Regions from separate parts of the Mus musculus genome. Here regions 1, 2, 3 and 5 are each linked to region 4. Evidence: chromatin contacts called from public HiCAR-type and promoter capture Hi-C data. All regions are on one chromosome and are shown on one strand. The core of a region is the stretch at or near the end of the contact, and the rest is flanking DNA. Distances in the headings are between cores, read along the strand shown.

Region 1 (2,700 bases), core at 158-2,657, 1.4 Mb after region 4:
CAAACCCACTCCTGGAAGTGCTCCTGGCTTAGGAGGGTTCCCCCCCCCCTTGAGGTGAGGAGGCCAATTTAATAGTAGTGACAGCCTCTTCCACCCTCTTCCACCTAGTTTGCAGGAGGCCCGAGCTCTGCTGAGGCAAAGGCGGCCCCGAGGGCCGTGGGCCCGGGCATTGCTGAAAAGAAGGCCCCCACATCGCGCCCCTGCCGGCCAGGCCCGGGGTAAGAACATCCGCCCTTCCTCCGTGTAGGGGGTGGAGGGGGGTGGTTCCGGGCCAGATAAAGCCGTCTGGTTCCCACGGTGCTGCCGCCGCCTACCAGTCCCCTATTGTAGCTTGGTCCACCCCACTCCCCAGGATGCGGCCACCTCTAGGGACCCCTGCGTCCGGCAGTATGAGGTGAGCCAGGGACAGAACTAGACGCAGGCCAAAGGCGCTGACCCATCAGGGTGGGGCCGGGAAGCCAGGCGTCCGGGCTCCCGTGGCTGAAGAGGGGGGCAACTCGCCCAGCAGAGAGCGAGGCTGAACCAGTCCAGACAACAAAAGCGATTGTGCGGGTTGGCGCCTGCCCCGGCACAAAATGCCCAAGATTGCGGGACGGCTGGGGGCCAAAGACCTTTCCCTCTTACATGCCAGACCGTCCCTTGACCCTACTTTTACTACAGCCCGGTACCCCAGATTAGAGCACTCTATAGACTCAACTACCCTCAGAAGCCCTCTCCTGCTGTGTGGCCTTCAGCCCAGATGCATCCCCCTCCTTCCTAAGGTTTTCCAGATGTGTGCCCCAGGCCAGATGTGAGGACCCCCGCCCACAGCTTTATTCATTCTGACCTCTCCCACCAGGTGTAGAGAGTCTTGGTGTGCTGTGGCGTCTTCAGGTGTAAGCGCCTTAGTCTCCTCTCCAGAATTCAGCTCCTCTAATTCCTTTATGTGTCCTGTACACCGACCCTTCTCGTCACCCACAGATGTACCATCTTGCTGCCCAAATGTGCCATCCTTGTCCTCTATCTAGATGAAGCCTCTTCCCCCCCACCCCCTACCCCCGTGCCTGGTCAGAGGATCAGTCTTCAGCTGGCTCCCCAAATGCGGCCCCCATTACTCTAATGGATTTCCTCTCAATGGATTCAACTCTCTCTGGGAGCAAACCCGCCCGCCCCCACCTGTTCCCTTCCCTGCTACTCCCCATAGGCCCCATCCACTTGTTGGAGCACGGGTGGGAGCAGAGGGGGCGCCCTCCCCTCCCCCCTGCGAGTCTAGCGCCCAGCCTTCGCGCCTCTGGCTAAGCGCCCAGCCCCACGCGCCCCCGCGCGGCCGCCCGGGAGGGAGCGATGGGGAGGGGGGGCTGAGCGGGGGCGCGGCCGCCCTCCCCCGCGGGCGGGCGGGCGAGCGGGCGGGCGCGGCCGGGCCCCTCGGGCGGGCTGGGGCGGCGGCGCGGTGGAGCGCGGCGCTGCAGCCATGGCGGGCGGCGCGCAGCTGCTCTGGGTGTCGCTATTGGTGCTGCTGGCGCAGCTGGGGCCGCAGCCCGTACTGGGCCGACCCCGAGAGCGTCTTCGCGTGCGCTTCACCCCCGCTGTGTGCGGCCTGCGTTGCATCCACGGGCCCACTGGCTCCCGCTGTACCCCGACCTGCGCGCCCCGCAACGCCACCAGCGTGGACAGCGGCGCGCCCGGCGGGGCGGCCCCGGGGGGACCCGGCTTCCGCGCCTGTGAGTGCGGGATGGTGCTCCCAAGGGAGGAGTGCCCGGAGGGAGGACCCTGGAGACAATGCCTTAGGGAGCAGGAGCCCAGATTCCATGTACAGAAATGCTGGGGACTCCGTGGGGTCTTTGAGGAAGGGGGCTCTGAATTCCTTATTTGGGGAGTGGATCTCCAGGGCGCTGATTTCAGGAGCATTGAGTGTTTTTGGAACTGTGGTGTCCCACGTGAACGGACTGAGACTAGCTTTCATCCCTTTCAGTCAAGGCGAGGATCTTAGGATCTGGGAACTTTTGAGATGGGGCCCAAATTCGCAGACTGTGCGTAGTGGGTCAGCAAGGAGTGTTTCAGAGTCGCATGGGGTGGTGGGGCATATCTCAAGTTTCTAGGTCTGTCTTTGAGTGGGGGAAGACTAGGAAAGTCTGGCATGGGACTGCTTGTGATGAAGAGCTAAGCGGGAGGGGACCCAGGAAAGACGGGGTGCCTTTCGGCAAGACCTGAGTTACAGCGGTTCCACGTGCGACAGATATCCAGATAGGAGGCCTGAGGAAAGGGCGCCCCCTGGGGGAGGAAGGGACCGGCTTGCGCTTCAGCTTCCTCTAGACAAGGGGAGCATTCTGGGGTTCAGGTGAGGTCAGGAGGGTGCGCCACCTGCTAGCCCAGAGTGTGGGGATGGACTTGGGGGTCGGGTTTTCATTGCTTCTCACCCCTTACGCCCTCCGGAATGGGGAGTGGGGCCCCTGGCGCCGAGAACTCGCCCAGGCTGGCCCCCAGCCAGCCCAACCCGGCCGGCGTGAGCTCATCTCCCGCCCGAGCCCCCGCCCGCTACCACTCCCTCTCTCCGCCCCTTCCTCCCTCCTTCCTTCACTCTCTCCCGGCCCAGCCCCAACTCGCCCGTGCCAGGCGCCGTGCCCAGACGGGTGCCAAACCCCTGGAGGCACAAGGAGGAACATGTGAAGGCGGGCTGACCTCGGCAAGACCCCTATGTCCTTAGCTTCCTGTTCTTCCAAT
Region 2 (2,700 bases), core at 85-2,584, 1.0 Mb after region 4:
AAATAGGTTCTCACTGTGTAGGCCAGCTGGCCTGAAACGTGTTATGGGGATCAAGCTGCTACAGAATTCACATTGCCCTTCCTGCTTCTTTCTGCCTCGTTGTACCCCACAAAGCCTAGCTTTTCTGTTTGAGTGGCTTTCTTAAACATCCACCAGCAATCGCATTGTTTCTCACACTCCCTTGTCCTGCAGAACACTGAGTGGAATGAACCCAAGATGGCCTCACAGAGCAACAACTAAAGCACACCAGGCCCTTAGGATATGGCGGCACTGCACTAACAGGCTTCACCACAGGCATCCTAAGGTTCCTGACAGGCCTGGAGAGCCTGAGGGGACAGAACCAAGACTCCAACCCAGATGGAGGGGAGGGGAGGGGAGGGGGAGAGAGCCTACCACTTTCCCAATCTCAAAATCTACTAGAAAACAAAAACCTCCACTCTTCCGCTGCTTTGAAATGAAGACCTGTAAGAAGATCTAAGGCCATCTGACGTGTGACACCATCCAAATAGAAATCGATTTAGCACATCGGAGTTTGAAAGCCCTTTTGTTAACCTCTGTCGGTTCCTATCTATAACATGGTCGGTGAGGTGGGGGGAGTGATTGTAGACAGAAGATGTCAAGGGTCATTGAAACGATAATGTGAATACTAACTGGAAAGGGGAGGGACAATGTAAGGGACACAATGATGGCGGTATCAATTTACACGTTCCTTCTTCATTTACTGACAATTCCATATTCTAAACATAAAACCCTCATTTCTCGCACAGAGAGAAAGCGCAAACTCGCCCTTGAGCCTTCGGTGGGTAGCAACAACGATCTCACGCTCCTCCAGCCCTCCTTTTGAATAATGGCCTGCGCAGGGAGCCTGAGTAAGCCTAGATTACATCTGAGTAAGCCTAGATTACATTTGAGAGCATCCCCAGTGAGCATTTCCCCTCTCTTCCCTCGACACTCACACGGCTAGAGCTCTGAGAAAAGGCCAGTAGGCCACCCTCGGAGGCACTTTCGGCCTCAAATGCTCGTCACAAAGCTCAATCTGAACCACAGGGAAAGCTTCCCTTCAGACTCCGCCCCTCACCTCTCCTCAGTGAAGCTTGGTCCTCTGCTGGTGGCCGCGAGAGAAAGCGACAAGCACGGTGATAATGCAAATAGCTCAAGGTGCGTACGCAGAGACGCGCGCGCGCACACACAGCACCGTCCCTAAACACTCACACACGCATCAACATCCATCCACCCCACCGTCCACACCCACACCCGGACTCCCGGCCTTACTCTGCAGAGACCGAAGACACAAAGCAATTCCCTACTCAGACCAGAAAGACCCGACCGTCCGCTATAGCGCCGCCAGGGCACCGGAAGTTGCTTTACTTCCGCCGCGGTAGCCCCTGGGAAATGTAGTGCCGAGTGCTCAACTCGATGAAGCCTAGCGGTCTGTAGTTCAGAGAGATCACTGCACACAACTTAGGCCAGGCCATCTGAGAGCTATGCCAGTGGTTTGTGGGAGACGTCGTGTTCTGTCTCCCAGACCCCCCACCCCACCCCCGGACAGAATAGGAAGCGTGATCAAATCCGGATATAACTGGCGTGGTTACACTTTGCACCAAGAGGGATTCCACCTGCTGTGCTCTAGTAGGGACTATGGTAGATTGGAAGACACTGAACTAAAGAATTGGTTGGTTTTAAACGTGGTAGTTTATATCAGCGATTTCAGACAGCCAGATGTTCAGAGAGTCAGTGTCCCTGTTATCTAGATAGGAAAACGTGAGTGAGGACTAGTTGGATAAATATCAACAGAACTGCGCCCATTTTGAAAGGTGAATGACTAGCATGTGGAAGTATCTAAACAACCACCGACGTATGTAAACAACCACCGACGTATGCCTTGTTTATGTAGGGAAAACGTACTTAGTGTAACATGACATTGAAAGATCCTGACAGAATGTAAAAGGTCACACAAGCCCTGAAATTGGCAAGATAGATGTCACTGTTAGCAGAACTAGCTTCACTGATTTAGAAAAATAGAGGTGCACAATGCTCTGGCCACTCCTTGAACCCGTGTGTCTGCCAATGTTTTGACCGTTCCTTGAACCCATGTGTGTGCCCACTGATGAAGCCCATTGCCAGGTGTTTGTGATATTGGTTGCTGAAAAAGAGTCAGAAAATCTCCCCAGCAACAACAGCCCGGCCAATCTAGAGTTCCTACACCTGCACCAGACTCTTCCCTTGGACCCCTCCCATACCCATTTCTTGAGAATAAACATTGTTTAGATCTGGAAATCCCCTACTTCCCCCTTCTCCTTCCCCCCCTGAGGGCCTATAAAAACTGGGACCTCTTTCCCCTTGGGGTCGACTCCTCTACCCCTGCGTGGGATATGAGTCGTCCCCAGAGCTCTGGCTTTCCCCGAATAAAGCCTCATGTGGTTTGCATCAAGCTTGGTCTCTTGTGAGTTCTTGGGTGTCCGCTATTGTCCTGAGGCCTGAGCAAGGGGCTCCTCTCGGAGTCTTTCAACATGAGCTTTCAAAACCACATTTATTTATTATTTATATTTACACATATTTTTCCAGAACATGAGAGAAAACTAGTGTCAAGGTTAATGATAATCCTATTAGGACCACTAAACATATTAGACGCTTTGTAAATGATCTAAACGCCTACAGTATAGACAGATTAGATTTGAAATAAGTCAGTCTCAACCAGAT
Region 3 (2,700 bases), core at 134-2,633, 1.7 Mb before region 4:
TTCATGTAGCCCAGGTTGGCCTAGCACTCTAGGTAACTGAGGATAACCTTGAACCCCTCCTGATTCTCTTGCTTCCATTTCCCAAATGTTGGGTTATAGATATTGGAGCCATATCAACTACCAATATTGGCTCTTTTGTTTGTTTTTCAGCCCCAACTCCACCCTACCCCCAGAGACAGAGTCAAACTATGTAGCTCTAGCTGTCCTGAAACTCACCATGTAGACCAGGCTGGCCTTAGAATCCACAGAAATATGCCAGCTTCTGTCTCCAAAGTGCTGGGATTAAGGGCGTGTGCCACTCTGTCTGGTTCCAATATTTGCCTTTTAAAAAAAAGTGTGTGAACTCCCCTGGAGGTGGAAGACCACGTGCTCTGAAGCCTACTGTAGATACCGGCCTTTTTGTGACAGTTATGGGGCCCTAATACAAGTCAAGTACCTTTATCCCAAACCTTCTCCCTACCAACACTTTGTTTTTGAGACAGGGGCTTCCTACATCCAAGTAGCTGGCCTGGCCATGCACCTGCTAAAACAGCCAGGCTAGCCTTGAACTCACAGCCATTTATTTTTTTCCTCACTTGTCTCCCTAGTGCTGGACATACAGGCTTGGGCAATCATGCCTGGCTTACTTATTCACCATTTAAAGAACTCTGCTAACATAAAGGAGACACTTTGCTGGGCACTGGAGATAGAGAGGTGTGAGCCAAACAGGAATTCCCAGTCCACCAGGCAACCAACAATTCTCAGTTCCCACTTGGTGACCTTCCTTGGCATTGAACTGTGATGACCAAATCTCTCCTTCTCTCTTACAACACTGCCGGGGGTTGGGTCTCCCCTCCCTTGCTTCTGCCCTGCCCTCAGCTTCCCTTGCACTCTCTGGCAGTGTGCATGTGTGTGTATCTCTTTAACAATCTCACCCAGTCTATGGCTTTACACGTGTCCTCCAACCATCAACCCTCTCAGATTTACGTGTCAGGACCAGTCTTGTCCCTAGACTCTGAACCCTACCTGTGGGCATTCACATTTCCAGAAAGATCTGTTAGGTATTTTCAACTCAGTGTGCCCAAACACAGGCAGCCCTTCTCTCCCTCCTTAACCAGTGCTTCCTCACTATCTTTCAACCCACTCTCCACTCTTCTAATCTCGCTCAGGCTGGGAACGACAGTCACCATGATCCCCTTTCTCAAACACACCCCCCCTCCTCCCCAAGTGTTGTTGGCTCTACCTCCAGCTTATTTCCATAATCTCCCTGGTGCCCACACCATGGTCCTCTTGCCACTCCACCGAGATGATCACGGAAGCTTCTCTGGGCTCTGACTCCCCCATATTTGTTCTCCAAAGGAAGTCTTGACACACATGCACCCACACAGGAAGTAGGTAGCATTGTCACCATCGGGGTGACATCCGTCCTAGCTGCCTCTCTTCTCCTCTACTGTTCTGAGGACTTCCCTGGACCACAGTTTTGGCCAGATCCCTTCAGGTCCCAGCCCAGCATGGACCCCCCAGGCTACCTCCTGTTCCTGCTTCTGCTCCCAGGTGAAGCCAGTGCTGGGGTTGAGGGGACAGAAAGGCTGCCATCTGCTGTCAGAGGCACAGAGAGGAAGTCGGTCTCCCTGTGCCCCTGAGTCCTTGGGGGTTGGGCATGGGATTCTGAAGCCCTGCTGAGTCACTTCTATTTCCCTTTTCTGGTGGCTGTGGAGGGGGTGGGGGGGGGGAGCTCTCCTTCCAGTTTACCTCTCCACTGTGGAGTTTAGTTAGGTCTTAAGAACAGTGAGAATTTTTGGTTTCTCTAAAAATGTAGTTACGCTATGTGAACACTTTTGTTTTAATCCCAGGTCTGGGATATGGGGCTGCTTAAGATTGCCCGTGGCAGGTGACTATGATTTGTCTCATGCTCTGGCAGGGGTGTGATCCTGCCAGCTGAAGATAGTTTACTTTTGGAATTCTGGGGACTCTTGAGCGGTATAAAGAGGCCAGAGCCCTAGAGGCCGCAACAGTGGCTAGTGCTCCGATTGTTGCCCCTTTTGCTGGATTGCTGGTTAGAGACATCCTAAGAGCTTGTCCCTAGAACTTGACACCCCTAACCAGCAGGAAGTTGTCTAAAGTGGTCTACAACCCCTTCCCCCTCTAATCTTCTTTCTTGCTTACCTGGTGTTAGGGGGGTTGGAAGGGACTGGGATGGAGAAGGGTGCTAGACCCCAGTAAAGTAGCCAAAAAGCATTTAACCACCAGCCATCCAGCAAACAGCCAATGCAGCAACAGCAGGGGGAGGAGCCACAGCCTCCAGGGCTCTGGCATTTTCCCAGCCTCTCAAGAGTCCCCAGAATTCCAGAAGTTAATTAGCTTCAGCTGGCAGAATCACGCCCCTGCCAGAGCACGAGACAAATCATAGCTACCGTGGACAATCTTAAGCATCCCCATATCCCAGACCTGAGATTAAAACAAAGCATGTTCACACAACTGTTTTTCGCTTTTTTTTTTTTTAAGAAGCCAAAATTCACACTACACTCAAGCATCCCACCTGCCCTAAGCCTGGGTGTTGGGGTTTGCTCCCCTGTACTTCCAACCTCCATCCACCTTCTTGGGTTTTTCCACAGTGGCTGCAAGTCAGACATCGGCAGGTGAGGAATGAAAGAAGCCTTAGCCCTTGTAACTTCAGCAGCGCCTGCAACCCTTAAGTCTGTCCCACAGCACGCCCCTGGC
Region 4 (2,700 bases), core at 121-2,620:
CAATGACTGGTGGTGTGAGAGTCTGTAGTGACCTGAATGAGAAATGTCCCCCATATCCTGACATTTGAACATGGTCAAATGATCAGTGGCTGGTGATGTTTGGGGAGGCTTAGGAGGCGTGGCCTTGCTGGAGGAAATATGTTCCTGGAGGTGGGCTTTGAGAGCTTAAAGCCTCGTCCTGCATCTAGTTTGAGGTCTGTGCTTCATGATTGTGGTTAAAGATGTGTGCTGTCAGCTTACTGCTCTGTGACCTGCTGCTATTCTGCCATTCCCTACCAAGCCCAAAATAAATCCTTCTGTAAGTTGCTTTGTTCATGGTGTTTTATCAAGGCAACAGAGTTGGGAAGATTCATCTATTACATTCGGAATTCACTACCGGCATGGAGACCCCCAATTTTAGTTCCCTATAAGGTAGAATTATGGCGCATAGTCTTAACCTCTGGATCATAAATACATGAACAGATATACCTTAAATATCTGTTTAGCAGGTATTTATCCATTCAACTCCATCAGGATGTTTATAGCAGGATGCAAAGCTCTGTCTCCAAAATTCCCTCTGATTCACACCTCCCTCCTCATTTTTCTTTGTGGCCTAAGGGTGAGCCCGGCACGAAGTTTGAGTACAGAAGACAATGGTATTTAGGTTCTGGGAGTACAGTAGATACCAACTGTCGAATTATGAAATGCATGCAAAAGGGCATGTAGGTCACAGAAGGCATCCACGACGTTCAATAGGGCCTCAGTTCTCCCTAGATCATTGGCACCTAAGTGGGTGTCATGCACAAGACATTGCCTAACTTGGGAAGGAACCCAAATTCCTGTTGAGTAGTTTTTCCCACAACTGGAATGCATCTGGTAAACCCAGTTCTGTAAAGCATCCTGCTCCCTCAGGGCGCAAGCGCACTCACAATCGCAGGCAGGTCGGCCGGCCGCAGCTCCCCCTTGCGGAGCTCCAGGGAGCGCGCGGCTTTTTCTGGGCATGCGCACACCGACTCCATGTCCAAGTAGGGAAGCTCGCTGTAGCCCTCTCGTGCGTGTTCGTACAGGAGGTTCCGGACTCGTTTCTCCGTAGCGAAACTCCTCCTTGGGTTCTGGCTGCACACGCAGCGTCCTCGGGACCGGAGCCCCTGGCGAGCCAGGAAAGGCCACCAAAGCCGCGCCATGGACGCAGCCATCTTGGAGTGGAAACAAGAAGTCACTCATCATGGACGAGCCAATCAGACGCGCAAGGAGATTTCCCGCCCAGGCTTCAGAATCCCTTCCAATGAGGAAAATGGAACTCAGCTAGAATCTGTTATTGTCCAATCGTCATCCTTGTCCCGTCCCTTCAGTGACGCAGGAAAGATCTAGCCAATCACTAAGGAGGAACCCCGGAAGGGGCTGGAGGTAGGGGTTGGCGTGTGTGCGACCCCGCTAGGTTGGTGAGGTGGGTGCAGTTATCTGTGATCCAGATCTCTCCTCTCTCCTCAGTTTCCCCTTCCAGTATCCGGGCAAGGGCGGTTGGGTCCTTGGGGGCCTACTCAGAAGGAGACTGAATTTGCGAGGGGACTTTCTGTTTTAGAGGAGATTCTAGAAGGCTCTGAGAGTGGGTTTCTGGTCCCAACCTCCTTTCTGAATGTCTTCTCTCCTAATACAGGGACGCTGCAGGCGGCGAGATGTCCTGGCCCGGCCTTCTTTATGGCCTCACCACGTCCCTCAGTCGTGGTAAGTGAGCATGGGCCACAGGGACGAGGACAGCTCCCTGGCATTTGCGTGTTTTTGCCAGATTTCGGATGGTATCATCTTTAAGCACGGTGCCTTTTCTATTTTGGAGACAGGGTTTCACTGTAGTCCAGGTCAACTTCCAAATCACTTTGTAGACAGGATGGCCTTGACCTCCTGACTACCGCTTCAATCTCCCAAGTTCTGGAGTTACAGGCGTTTTCTACCACGCTCCCGGCTCAGGGGGCAGGAGGTGGGAAGGTCCTGTGTTCTTAGAGTTTAAGTCAGTCTTAGTCATGGCTCCCCTGCATCGATAGCGGTGAATCCCTGAGATTGCATTGCCTGGTGATATTCTGTCTTAGTTTGTGTAAGTGCACTCTCGATGTCCGTGTAACAATCATACCAACAAATGCTCCTTTCTTGGCATGTCTCCCTGCTTAGGTGTCTCTCAGTAGTGTTTATTCCTTCAGTGTTTATTGATCACCCCCTACAGGTGAGAAGGCCAAGCTAAGAAGTTTAGTGGTGGCGCACACCTTTAATCCCAGCACTCGGGAGGCAGGCAGATTTCTGAGTTCGAGGCCAGGCTGGTCTACAAAGTGAGTTCCAGGACAGCCAGGGCTACACAGAGAAACCCTGTCTCAAAAAACCAAAAAAAAAAAAAAAAAAAGAAGAAGAAGAAGTTTAGTTATTCATTCACGTGCTATTTTTCTAATTCTAAGACGGGCCACCCATTGGAGGACAACTTTTATGTTCCTAGACATTGCCCAGACATCAGGTTTGTACACAGTGTTCTGAGGGAGGCAGGCATTGGGTATTCCATTCACATGGTATTTCGAGACAGGGTTTCTCTGTGTAGCCCTGGCTGTCCTGGAACTCACTCTGTAGACCAGGCTGGCCTCGAACTTAGAAATCCGCCTGCCTCTGCCTCCGGAGTGCTGGGATTAAAGAGCAGTCAGTGCTCTTACCCTCTGAGCCATCTCGCCAGCCCGCAACCAGTGC
Region 5 (2,700 bases), core at 75-2,574, 1.4 Mb before region 4:
GAAGGAAGGAAGGAAGGAAGGAAGGAAGGAAGGAAGGAAGGAAGGAAGGAGGGAGAAATGAAAGCAAAACGATGATGAGCCAGCTATAACAGCGCATGCCTTTAGTCCCAGCACTTGGGAAGCCTATCTCGAGAGTTCCAGGACAAGCAGGACTATGAACGCAGACCATTTTTTGTTGTTTGTCATGTTTTAAAGACTGACCAAAAACTACTCAGAAGAAAATCTGTATGTTAACAAAAGCTACTTGGTATGGATAAATCTGGACAAATTAGGAGTCTTAATTTGGAGCTGAAGGGATTGCTCAGTGGATAAGAACACTGGCTGTTCTTCCAAAGGACTCTAGTTCAACTCCCTGTACCCACATGCCAGCTCACAACTGTCTATAATTCCAGTTCCAGGGGATCCAATGTCTTCTTTTGGCCTCTGCAGGTTCCACGTACACATATATTCAGGCAACACACACACACACACACACACACACACACGAGCCCTGTCCTTTGACAAATCAGAGTGCTAAATTAAATAGCTTTCTTGACCTCTCTGTGCTAAAGGGGGGACAATTAATTACCTTACTGATTCAATCCCATCTGCAGCAGTGAAAAGTACATTCTAAGGGCTAGTCCGTAAATTTGGGACTACTCAAAACTAGCTCATCTGGTTTTTCCAAGTAGCAAGTTAATGCCTACAGATGTGTAGGCATCCAATAACGAGTTATTGGAAATCTTTGTTACAAAGAATATTTTTCAAAGGAACGTTGGTTTCATTTTTTTACTGTAGACTTGTTTTGATTTTTAAAAACCAGGTTTAAAACTACTCACTCAATTATCTTTTTCCCTTTCCTGTTTTCCAGAAGAAAAAAAAACACCTCGTTTTTATTTTTAAAATAAATGCGACATGTATTAGAAAACCACCCCTGTATTTTTACAAACTTGAAACCAGTTTCTCGCTCACTCGAAACAAACCAAAACACACCCTTACACGTATGCTCACCCCGCCCGCAAACCCACCCCGGTTTCTGATCTCCCCAGCCCCCATCCACCCAAGTTCTCAGCTCCACCATCACAGTAGGCGTTTTCGCCCCTTCAGGCATCCTCGCCCGGGCAGGTGGGTAAACCCTCCCCCACAGCTCCTTTGCCTTTACTCAGTCTGGGAAAATCCCGGTCCTACAGACCCCGAAATCAAACTCACCCAGACAAAGGCGACGATGGCGAGCCACGAAGCCTGCGCCTGCGCACTCCTTCAGTGAGCTAGCACTCCCAGAGGTCTCTGCCCACCAGGGCTCTGAACTAGAGGATCTTTTTCCATTCTAGTCTCTCTCTTTCGCTCTCTTTTTAACTGTGAACTACATTTCCCAGAAGTCTCAGGGGTTCTAGTTAATTTCCCCTCCACTCTCCCGAGAACTTTTCCCAGTGGATAAGTAGTAAAAGGTTGGAACTCAGATACTACCACTTTTACACTGTGTTACCGCAAAGGACAATGGTGTGCCAAGGTGTGTAATGAGTGCAGCTTAAACTCACAGAATAGGCTTTTCCTTGCCTCCAGGGCGAGATTCCCAGTAAGGCGCAATCCTCTGGGTTTTACGGGAGAGGACGCCATCTTGGCCACCGTGGCGCACTGCTGAACTACATTTCCCAGAAGGCATCTCAGGCTGATAGTTGGCAGCTCTGCAGAGAGTTGTATCAGACTCTGGTGTTAAGGAAGCGATTGCTACAGTATCACAAACTGAAGCCAGGCTGGAATTGAGACTGATAATTGGGTTCAGACTAAACAATCAGGAAAATGAACTATTGTGAAATTGTAATTTTTGTAGCCGTATGTCCTAGGGTTGTGACAGTGTGTAACAATGTGGAAAGCAGTATGCAGGTGAGTTGTGGGGTCCTGTGGGAGGTTTGTTAATGCGTTACCTGAGTGTTAGGTCCCAAAACTGGGGCAAATGGCTGAGATGCCTGTTAACATATCAAAGCAGCTGATGGCCTGGTGAAGGTGTTACAGCTCTAAAGGGAAAGCTATCCTACAGTTGGGAGCCAAGGAATACCACAAAGTCACACCCTACAGCAAACCTCGGGAGAGATGTATTAGGAAAGCCTCAAGAAGTTGGGTGCCTTTGCTTGGGAGAGAATCAACAAAGAACAGAACAGGAGGCAGGCATTATATAGGGTTTGGGGGGAAAGGAGGCGGGGCTTCCAGGGCGGCCTGGGATTCTTCCCCCCGCCCCCGCCCTTTTTTCCTCTATAGAGTGGATCTTGTCTGTATCTCAAGGGGCTGGAAACAGCCTTCTCAGTGGTAGAACAGTCTAGAAGGCTGGCCCTGAATACTCTTGCACATCAAGGGACTGGGCCAGGCCATTAGATTAGTATAGAGGTGGGGCCTGGCTACCTGTGCTTGTCCTGGGCTACCCTGCCTCCTACCCTGAAATCTCCCACCAGAGTTGGGCTGTCCCTTCCCCAGCTTCTCTTCCCTATATAATCTAGCCCGTTTGACCTCTTGTCCACCATGCTTGGTTTTCTGCTCTCCTGACCTCTAGGCTTCTGCCTCTCTCCTTATCAAACAGCCCAGTGTGAAACCAAAAAGGTGCCACCGTGAACTGTGAGCTAAATTCTTGATCCTGGAATATATGACTGTCCTTATGGCTTACCAATATGTCTTACCAGATACCTTCCCAGGTACCCTTTTACATGATACATTCCCACACCCACCCCA

What was found. Promoter capture Hi-C pulls out the DNA fragments that hold promoters and counts their contacts. HiCAR-type assays count read pairs that join an accessible place to other places.
Region 1: a promoter capture Hi-C map of pre-B cells shows a contact between it and region 4. The contact joins the promoter of Ltbp4 here to the promoter of Mrps12 in region 4. A contact is called at or near these places in 2 of 39 promoter capture datasets (liver and pre-B cells).
Region 2: a contact with region 4 is called in a promoter capture Hi-C map of pre-B cells. The contact joins the promoter of Zfp60 here to the promoter of Mrps12 in region 4. A contact is called at or near these places in 2 of 39 promoter capture datasets (liver and pre-B cells) and 1 of 115 datasets of contacts at active chromatin or transcription factors (microglia).
Region 3: a contact with region 4 is called in a promoter capture Hi-C map of pre-B cells. The contact joins the promoter of Hcst here to the promoter of Mrps12 in region 4. A contact is called at or near these places in 2 of 39 promoter capture datasets (liver and pre-B cells).
Region 5: a HiCAR-type map of astrocytes shows a contact between it and region 4, with 2.0 times the contacts expected there. The contact joins the promoter of Zfp260 here to the promoter of Mrps12 in region 4. A contact is called at or near these places in 4 of 39 promoter capture datasets (cranial neural crest, hippocampal neurons, liver and 1 more) and 1 of 115 datasets of contacts at active chromatin or transcription factors (astrocytes).

Annotation. Positions count from the first base shown.
Region 1 is chr7:27,332,355-27,335,054 of GRCm38.p6, reverse strand. It overlaps Ltbp4 (latent transforming growth factor beta binding protein 4), which reads left to right and starts at 1,407. Exons shown (of 30, transcript NM_001113549.1): 1 at 1,407-1,700. The coding sequence starts at 1,451. All of the region lies in intron 1 of Gm30543 (a long non-coding RNA gene), which reads right to left.
Region 2 is chr7:27,730,043-27,732,742 of GRCm38.p6, reverse strand. Zfp60 (zinc finger protein 60) reads right to left here and starts at 1,334. Exons shown (of 5, transcript NM_029531.2): 1 at 1,273-1,334.
Region 3 is chr7:30,418,537-30,421,236 of GRCm38.p6, reverse strand. Hcst (hematopoietic cell signal transducer) reads left to right here and starts at 1,383. Exons shown (of 4, transcript NM_011827.3): 1 at 1,383-1,533; 2 at 2,595-2,618. The coding sequence starts at 1,491.
Region 4 is chr7:28,740,491-28,743,190 of GRCm38.p6, reverse strand. It overlaps Mrps12 (mitochondrial ribosomal protein S12), which reads left to right and starts at 1,370. Exons shown (of 3, transcript NM_011885.5): 1 at 1,370-1,426; 2 at 1,637-1,704. The coding sequence starts at 1,656. It overlaps Sars2 (seryl-aminoacyl-tRNA synthetase 2), which reads right to left and starts at 1,223. Exons shown (of 16, transcript NM_023637.3): 1 at 909-1,223. The coding sequence starts at 1,175.
Region 5 is chr7:30,093,700-30,096,399 of GRCm38.p6, reverse strand. It overlaps Zfp260 (zinc finger protein 260), which reads right to left and starts at 1,324. Exons shown (of 3, transcript NM_011981.4): 1 at 1,189-1,324.